Linked DNA regions of Xenopus tropicalis: region 1 is linked to region 2. A link is a contact called in public Hi-C data. All regions are on one chromosome and are shown on one strand. The core of a region is the stretch at or near the end of the contact, and the rest is flanking DNA. Distances in the headings are between cores, read along the strand shown. Region 1 overlaps plpp1 (phospholipid phosphatase 1). Region 2 overlaps plpp1 (phospholipid phosphatase 1).

The links. A called contact is a pair of places that touch in the nucleus more often than the background predicts.
Region 1: a Hi-C map of liver shows a contact between it and region 2, with 2.0 times the contacts expected there. The contact joins two enhancer-like sites. A contact is called at or near these places in 2 of 5 Hi-C or Micro-C datasets (brain and liver).

Annotation. Positions count from the first base shown.
Region 1 is chr1:191,545,253-191,549,695 of UCB_Xtro_10.0, forward strand. It overlaps plpp1 (phospholipid phosphatase 1), which reads left to right. Exons shown (of 6, transcript NM_001011077.1): 4 at 2,043-2,100; 5 at 3,769-3,945; 6 at 4,423-4,443. Among named protein-coding and RNA genes, the nearest start is that of plpp1, 54 kb to the left of the region's middle. Within about 2 kb of position 1,864, at least 4 of the 11 cell types and tissues checked have an H3K27ac peak or open chromatin away from gene starts, as enhancers often do. A contact at or near this core is called in liver, where this site is marked.
Region 2 is chr1:191,500,334-191,504,639 of UCB_Xtro_10.0, forward strand. All of the region lies in intron 1 of plpp1 (phospholipid phosphatase 1), which reads left to right. Among named protein-coding and RNA genes, the nearest start is that of plpp1, 8.5 kb to the left of the region's middle. Within about 2 kb of position 1,913, at least 3 of the 11 cell types and tissues checked have an H3K27ac peak or open chromatin away from gene starts, as enhancers often do. A contact at or near this core is called in liver, where this site is marked.

The sequences.
Region 1 (4,443 bases), core at 614-3,113, 45 kb after region 2:
CAAATTTTATTCCATTTCACCCTTGACTCATGCATCCATGGTAGATGAAGTATATTCCAGCATCTCCCTGCTCTTGTGCAGCTGTAATGTATATGTATATGTATTTAAGGCCAGTGTTTAAAGCAGCAGTGTGCGCTCCTGGGACTGCAGCCAAATCACCCATTACTTGGTGGGAGACATTTCTGTGTACATCAGGGGGCTGCCATCATGAAGAGCACACACAAGCCATAGCTTGCTATGATTTAGATTGCATCGCTCCCACTTGTGTGCTTTAATGCAGCTCATTCACTAAAACAGGTGTTAAAAATGCAATTACTTCCAGCAACCAGTCAGATATTAACTTTTATATTACTAGTGCCTAGTAACGATAGAACTCCATTGGGGTAATGTAATATAAGTTTGCCCAGGAGCAGTAACCCATAGCATCTAGTCAGCAGGTTGCAACCAATAAGATGTTTGCTTTTAGAACAGGTGCCCAGTAAATTCTACCTGCTGATTGGATGCTATGGGTTACTGCTCCTGGGCAAACTTAGTGTCTTTTATTACATATGGGGCTAAGTGCACAACTAGAATACAAAATGTGCTCACAGCCATTAATTCCAACCACTATAACTTCGATATAAACATGACTAAGAGTTTATTGGACTAAATTCAAATAAGCTCTGGTTTATGCCCTACGCGCACCATGTGAGTGCATATGAATATTTCAATAATAATCTTTGCCCTAAGGAGAAATAAGAATTTCTCTCCTTCGAGGTTGTTCTTTCTTTTCATTGGGGTCAGAAGAATGTTTATCTTCTTTAAAAAATCCCAGTGTATTCCATGGCGCTGCACAAAAGGTTGGAAGGACTGACAGAGTAGCAAACCGTGGCCAAAGGTCGCAGGTTGAGAGGGCACAATGGTGGCCTTTATGGTGAGCGCACGCTGGAGCAGATAGCAGCCTTTGTTAGGCTAAAGCCGAGTCTGCTTTGCTCCACTGAATATAATAGCCCAGACACAGACAAAAGGATCAGCAGTCAGAATTCATGCGATGGTGGCCATACCTTCGAATGGCCGCATTGTACTTTGGCTTTGCTTCTGGTGCTTCAGATACTACATGTACTATTGTCTCAGAGCTTCATGTTGCACACACAGGAGGGGTGGGGTGCTTCTGCTCAATGAACATCCATGGTTTAATGCAATCTAATCCTTCTCAGGGTAAATATTGGTTGGAATTTACTAAAAAAAGAAATCTTGGTTTAAGGCAATATAATCCTTCTTATTCTTAGGAAAGAGGTATTAAATGAAATTTAATACATTTTTGCCATATGGTATTTAGTAGTGCAGATACTCACTTTTAGCCATTAAAAACTGTTCTTTTGGGGACAATTCTCAAACAGCCTAACATTGTTCAGGCGACCCCAATATGACCATGAAATACAATGCTAATTGTAGGTGTCTGTTCATTTAATGACATTTTATATGAATATGTTGTGTGCACATATATTAGATAGAACCCCCCTGCCCAGCTACCCCTGGGTGGTTTGGCCTTGTTCTTCTCAGTGTGCATATGGGGCATAGACAGAACTGTAATAAGAAGTTCAGGGGCTTCAGCCACTCTTATTTAGAGTGCCTAACAGCCCTAACGAGCAGATGAATGCTATGAAGCCATCCATGTGATTGCCAAAGTAGATAATATCTGAGCATTCTAAGTGCACAGATCGCCTGAATTTCGACACTGGGAGCTAGCTGGTTTGCATACCCAAATGATTGTGAAAGCGCAGTGTCGAGAATTCATGGCCTTAAGGGCTTTGATAGTGTGGCACAGGATGTGAAGAAATGTTCCAGATTGATCCAATAATGCAATGTATATGTTACGTACAGCTTGTAGGCACACTATGGAAATCAGTAAGAATGGTAAATGACGTCACATCAATGAACATTATGCAGAACAGCAGCCTGCAGGGTCTCAGCCAAGTTACATGGGGATCTCCCTAACCAAAGCAATGTAGCTAAAAAAAACAATGTATAGAGTAATCAGTCCTTTTCCTTTTGAATCCTAGGTTGTCCTTCTACTCTGGCCACTCGTCCTTCTCCATGTACTGCATGGTGTTCCTCGCTGTAAGTATATCACATGCAAAGGCCTTATTTTATTTATTTTTTGCCAATAGTCATATGGTTAGTGCTTCTCATTGCGCTTGGAATTGTCACAAATCGATGTGAATGTTGATTTATCAATAACTATAGCCTATCCTGACCCTTAACCCACTCCGCACAGCTACTTTTTAACTGTTCTTATGAACATGGTTCAAACACCAAAAACTAGGCTTCCACCTTAACAGCTGTGACTAGGCCTCAAATACTACCCCCGACAATTTTGCTGAGGTTTATTCATAGTGCTGGAGCTGCCATACTGGTATGCTACAGTAACATTTGGTTAAGGATTCGGATCACCATAAAGGGTGCAATGGTTTATAAGGGAAAAAGTAAGGGGTTAAACACGGCCGTTATATTTTTATATCAGGCCCCCATTAATTGGATTCAGCTGTGGAGAATATTAAATCTACTTCATAAAAGATAAAAATAAACAGGAATCTGCGAGTGAGCCAAATGGATTATTGGAAACGCTCTGAGTACATTCTTCAGGCTGTATTAGAGAATGCACTTACAGTAAAAGCCAACGCTGGGGTCAGGCAGGCTTGCAGGCAACGGGAAGGGACGTGTGCAAAGGCAAAACGAGAGAAGGGTCATTACTTAAACAGTTTGTTAGATGCTTAATGGTTGGTGAATGTAATAACACTGTGTTAGATAGCGGAGAGTGTAGATAATGACCCATTATTCAGTGACAGGAGTGCTCTCCCAGATCTGTGCAGCTTAGATCACATTACTCTGAAATGCTCGGCCGCCCTCTCTCCAATAAGGGGAAAGTTGATTTAGGAAGCTGGGATTCCTGGGGCCCATTTATGAATTAGCAGTTACAATATATGATCATTCAGAGCCATAACATCAGGGGAGGCAAACCCAGCAGCCTGTATAACAGCACATAAAGGTAGGGATTTAGATGCCATTTAAAGAGTAAACTCATTTTTACCATTCTATGTAACGTTTCTGCCTATATTAGTCTCATGTGCTGGGCGGGGGGGAGATTAAGTGCCGGCAACAAAACACCCCATTTGCCATCACCCTTAAGGGTGGGGGCACACTGGGTATACAGTTCCTTCTATTCTGTGCTTTGAAGGCAGGTGGAGATAAGTGGATCTGCTTTTATATGCTTCCGAGTATAACTACTCAGAGGTGAGATTGGCCTAAAAATACATCTCTGCTCTGTGTAGCTGCATTTAGGCTGTCAGTGCAGTTGCACACACACAAGAGCGGATCTGTTTCTTTCATCTCTGTCTGTGAGAGAAGTAGACCATATGCCTACTATGCCCTCACCCTAAAGAGGGAAAAGATACACTTGGTACCTTTTTATTTGCCCTTGACTACAGTGGTGTACTCAGAACATTCTTTGTCTTTGGAGAATGTCCTACTATGCAGATAGACAACTAATCTAGTGGCCCTAGAGAAATGGTAGTGCTAAACAGTGGAGTAAATGAAGTTTCCAATTGTCATCGCTTAGCATAGACATTAAATATACCACCACATACGTGCAAAGACAATTTGCAGTCATATATAGAGTACAATACTATTGACAGACAACTTTGGTTTAGACATTGTAATGTCTACTGTTAATATCTCCACTAAAACTGTGCATGTAATAAACCACCTTTTTTTTTTCCTCCTCTTCAGCTCTATCTTCAGTCCAGATTGAGAGCAGACTGGGCCAGACTACTTCGCCCTACGATTCAGTTTGCTCTGATCGCAGTTTCTGTCTACGTTGGACTTTCCAGAGTTTCTGACTACAAGCACCATTGGAGCGATGTTCTGACTGGTCTCATACAGGGTGCAGTCGTTGGTGTACTTATTGTAAGTAAAACGAAATATTTGATTTCAGACCATGTGACATGGATGGCATAATCTCAGTTGAGAAATACACCAGCTTTGCTTTAGCTCTTTGCTGATAATGTTTAACTTTAATACACACATCCTGCTTTTGAGGAGACCACAATATCTGGAAGGTGTCAGGCTATGCTAGACTGGGGATACTATCAGTGCTTAGTAATATTGCTGTATAAGCAGTGACTGGTACCACAAACTGGCCATACATGCCAATAAGGTTTATATCAGCCATGCTGCCCCACCTCCTGTAATTGGGATATGTAGTAGCGCCAGAGCTTTGATGCTATAAGAGTTTCCTCTGACACTAAAAGCTGTACAAATTCTGGGCATGGAAGTCAGGTATGTACACGTATCCCTATAGTGGGTTATTATTAGTGCCTTTAGTTATTGTTTTTTTGCTGTTTCAACATCATTTAAGATGCTCTCCTATTCTCTGATCTGCAGGTGGTGTATGTCTCAGACTTT
Region 2 (4,306 bases), core at 663-3,162:
CCAATTCCCATCAGCCTTTTCTTTCCACACTAGTCGTGTATAACACCTATAACTTTTGACACTGTCTCCATCTTATTGTTGTTAGAGTTGGTCATGGATGTCAGGTTCTTTGATTGGCCCTAGGAGTTTCAGTATTACCCTGTTGTGAGTTCTGTCCCTTGCTGGATGTTTGGTGCATATTTTATACCTATTGCTTTGCTTGAAGTGCTATCACTTAATATTTTGTCTTGCTCCTTGTAGCTTAATGAGGCTATTTTATAGTTTTGCATATAAATATTCTCCTCCATTTTTAGCCATTATGCTTTTTCCTGCATGTATTAGAAGCTATATAAATCCTATACTTAATATTCAGTACTCTTTTCCTGTTCCTATGATGTTTTTTTCACTTCCTACAATGTTTTTTTCACGTCGCCATTATACTTAAGGTGTTTAACACTTTGTTTCCTCTGCTGGTCTCTCCTAAAACCATTCATGTTCTTCCGTCAGTCTTGTTTAAGTTTAAATCAGGAGTTTAATCCTTTCTGCCAAACTTGAAATAATCGTTAATATCCACTCATCTGACCAGGTCAGTAAGTGAGTGCAACTTTTCTAACTGGGCCTTTCTTGCTGTAGGCCAAATCAGGCTTTTCATTTATTTAGTAGCAAAAAATAAATGCCAGAGATTAATGATAAACGCATTCAAATTTTTCATAGCTTCTTTCATTTAAAATGTCAGAGGGGTAATTTTCTGTGTCTCTTTCACTAATAGATGTCCTGACGCCTGTGAACATTTAATCTTGCAAGGGAGCCATAGAGAAGATGCCCAGTCTTGTACCATTTCATTACTCAGGCTACAAACATCCCCAGTGTGTATTACACCGCACCCAGGAAACAAAAGCCCTCCACATCCCCGTGGAACAAAGCGTGAAATGGGCAGATAGCTCTAAGTTGGCGGCTGGCTCCAGAATGTTGTCAGACTCATTCTATTATTTAGAGCTGAAACGTATCCTCTGGATTCACGCCTTGGTGCCCGGGACTATTATTTAGCCCTACCCCATGCTTGTAGGATATGTGGATATTGCTTCCACTGCATTTGGAACAAAATATAAAGCATAAATGGTTGCTTTTATATGATGTGGCATGAATAATAAAAGTTATAAAACAAAGTTGTATGAACATTTTGGTACAGCTCCCAGAAATCAGCAGAAGGTTTGATACTTGTAGATCACCAACAGCTGCAGCCTTTGTCTGGTAGAGCAAGTAGCTGATTCAAGTGCTTTGATAAAGGCACAGACACAATTCAACCCCCGTACCCTGTGGCTTACGACTAGGTGCCCTCCCCTACTGTAAGACCATGTTGCAACATAAAGGTGGCTATAAACGGTAACATTTGCTCATTTAGCAAGGTCGCCAAACAAGCAAATCTTTCCTCTGATATGACCACCTTGGGTGTGCAATATCATGCTAATGTGAGTGTTTGCCTTAGTTCCAACCGATTGCATTACAATAAAGGGATAGAAAAAGTCAGAGCGACAGGCTTACATTTTTGTTGTGTTTGGGACTGCATTGGCTCACTGATGCTGTCCCCAAACCCCCAAAAATATAAGCCGGGCATATATCGGTCAGGGAGGCCTTTGGAAGGGCCCCTATACACGGGCAGATAATCTGCCAATTTGGTCTAAGGACCCAGCTGAAATCTGCCTGCATATGGTCACTTTAGACCTTTACCCACACAGGCTGCAATGAGGTGAATAAGGTTGTTAATGATGGGGATAAAATGAGATTGGCTAATGTTACATGTCACTATTCTCTCTAAGGCTGATTAGTGGAAGCCATGGATCCGTTTGTGGGGCAGAAGTCTAATTTATATTTATTCTGTGACAAGCAACATTCTCATGTGACCTTATAGTGAGCACTGATAAGCATGTTGTTCGGTGTTGCAATAGAATGTGTCACACTGTCATATTGTAACCCAAGTAGATATGCAACATACAGTATAATGGAGTCCTGGCAACAAGAGGCTCTTTAATAATAAACTCATCCAGAGCCACTTAGCTGTTGTGCTTATTGCAGGAGTGGTCCTGATACAGCAGAGGTCAGCTATGGTTAATGAATATTTGAATGTTTGTTTTATAAGTTGCAGAGAATGGCATCACTAAGGACTTTGTGCTGTATGGCTAATTGGAACAAAGATAAGATAACTTATTGTGTACTAATATCACAAGAAATTCAAGGGTTTGTTTTTACTGTAATTGCAGAATGATGTGTATTTAGTTATTTATAATGGCCTATCTTCCTCTAAGGGCTCTGGCACATGGAGAAATTAGTCGCCCGCGATAAAACTCCATGTTCGCGAGTCTTTTTCGGCGATTTAGGGAAATCGCGCCGCCGCGTGTGCCATCCCGCCGGCGACTTACATGTTCGCCGGTGGGATGGCGGGTCATGGCAACTCGGGGAGATTAGTCGCCCGTGACAAGGGATATTTGTGCCAGAGCCCTAAACAGTTGGGTTATAGAAAGGAAGTAATCTGTCCTGATCCAGGCTTTTTCCTTACAGCGAGCAATGTTACCGTCAGTTTTGCAAATTTCTGTTGGGTTTATTCTAATTGCCTTTGGGTGACGATCATGTGGCCCATACGATGCAGAAGAATATAACGCCTCTTATTAAGGGTTTTTATTAAGGTTTTGAGACAGTACCTATAGCTAATAACTGGCAGGTAGTTGTAGTCTTGAGTAATAATATCTGATGTACAATATTCTTACTCAACTCCCATTCATAACTGGAAGCAAATTACAACAATTTTTCTTCCTTTGTTTTTACCATTTCCAAGGAAATGTTCTGTTCTATAATGTCAGTGTACCCTTATACATTGACATTATAGAACAGAACACTTTGCAGCATTATTTAAGCATGTTCCAAGGAGTGATAGGCCTAGTTTAATCATGAAAGCTGTACATGTTCATAACAGATTTTACTACTAAGCGCAACATACCGGAGGGGAGAAACATAGGAATGGTGCTGTTGGGTGCCCTGCCAGATCCATCTGGCTTTGACTAAAGAGCCCCTGTAAGCCACAAAGTCAGTGTGCGTGCTATTTTTATTTGTAATTTTAGCTTCCGATTTCCTGCAGTTTTAATAGTAGAGCCCCTGTGTGTTGCTAAGGATTAGTATTAAAAGGTTTGAACTGGAGTGTGTGTGGGGTAGAGGGTTTGAATGGAATTCATCCGGCACATTTTTTTCAGCATATCAATTTAGTCATGTCCTGGCTCCTGAGTGCTCGGCCCATCCAATGAGTCGCTGTCTCCTCATCAGACTTCTATGGTTTTCCCTGAAGAGTTTGGCTAATTGCTGCACTCAGCATTCCACCTGCCTCCCAGTATAGTTCATGAAATTGTCAACATAGCTTTTACTATAAGTAATTTACTGTCTTTTAGACAACCCTTTAATGTTTCAGTCAGCATAAATGTTTTCTTTGATGGTGACTATGAAGCCAACAAAATCATTTGGGGGGTGTTATTTCTTCTTTATCAGGAAAAAAAACTGATGACATTTTTCTGTTGGGTACTTTGCTTTGACCCTTGTCTCAATCAGTAGAAAGCTTCCAGGGCTTCACATTGCTGTTATCATGGCTGTGTAACACATTGGGGAATTGAGACAACCGGTAGTTAGGACCAGAGGCGGCCCAGTTCAGCACAGCCCACGGCCCGGTGGTTGGGGACCCCTGGTCTAGACATTAAACATATTGTATTGGGATATGGTTTTGGATCCACCCAAACAGGGACAGTGAGACAATGAGAGAAGTGGCTAATCTGCACTGAGCAGAAAAGGTTGAATAGCCCATTTTAGACCATAAACCATTAGTAATAGTTATTGCACTTGAGCTAATGAACTGTTACATTTGTTGCCACTAGCCTTTCATGTCCAAGTGAGTAAAACAAAGTCCTTGCCTCTTTTGCTCTTTGTCTGCCCAGGAGACACAAAGTGTAGAGCATTCATTGTATTTCTCACCACTTATTATGGCAGCTACTTTCGTCATCAAGCTCTCTAGAAACCCACGTATTCAGATAACTTTCAATGCTCTTTTACAAAAATTGAAGTGCTTTTATGTTTAAAGTCCTTCAACTATGTAGGGGAGGAAAAGTTGCTCAGGAAAAAGGAAGGATAAACACTCCAAATCTGAAGCCATCTATTATTCCAGCCTGCTCTGTAGCTAGAAAGCCAAAACAATGAGCATTTATATATTTTAAAGAATTGTTTTTTTTTAAGCATTGCATTAGTAAAGCTTAAAGGTGGCCATACACTCTAATATCCTCTTGGAGTGGATCTT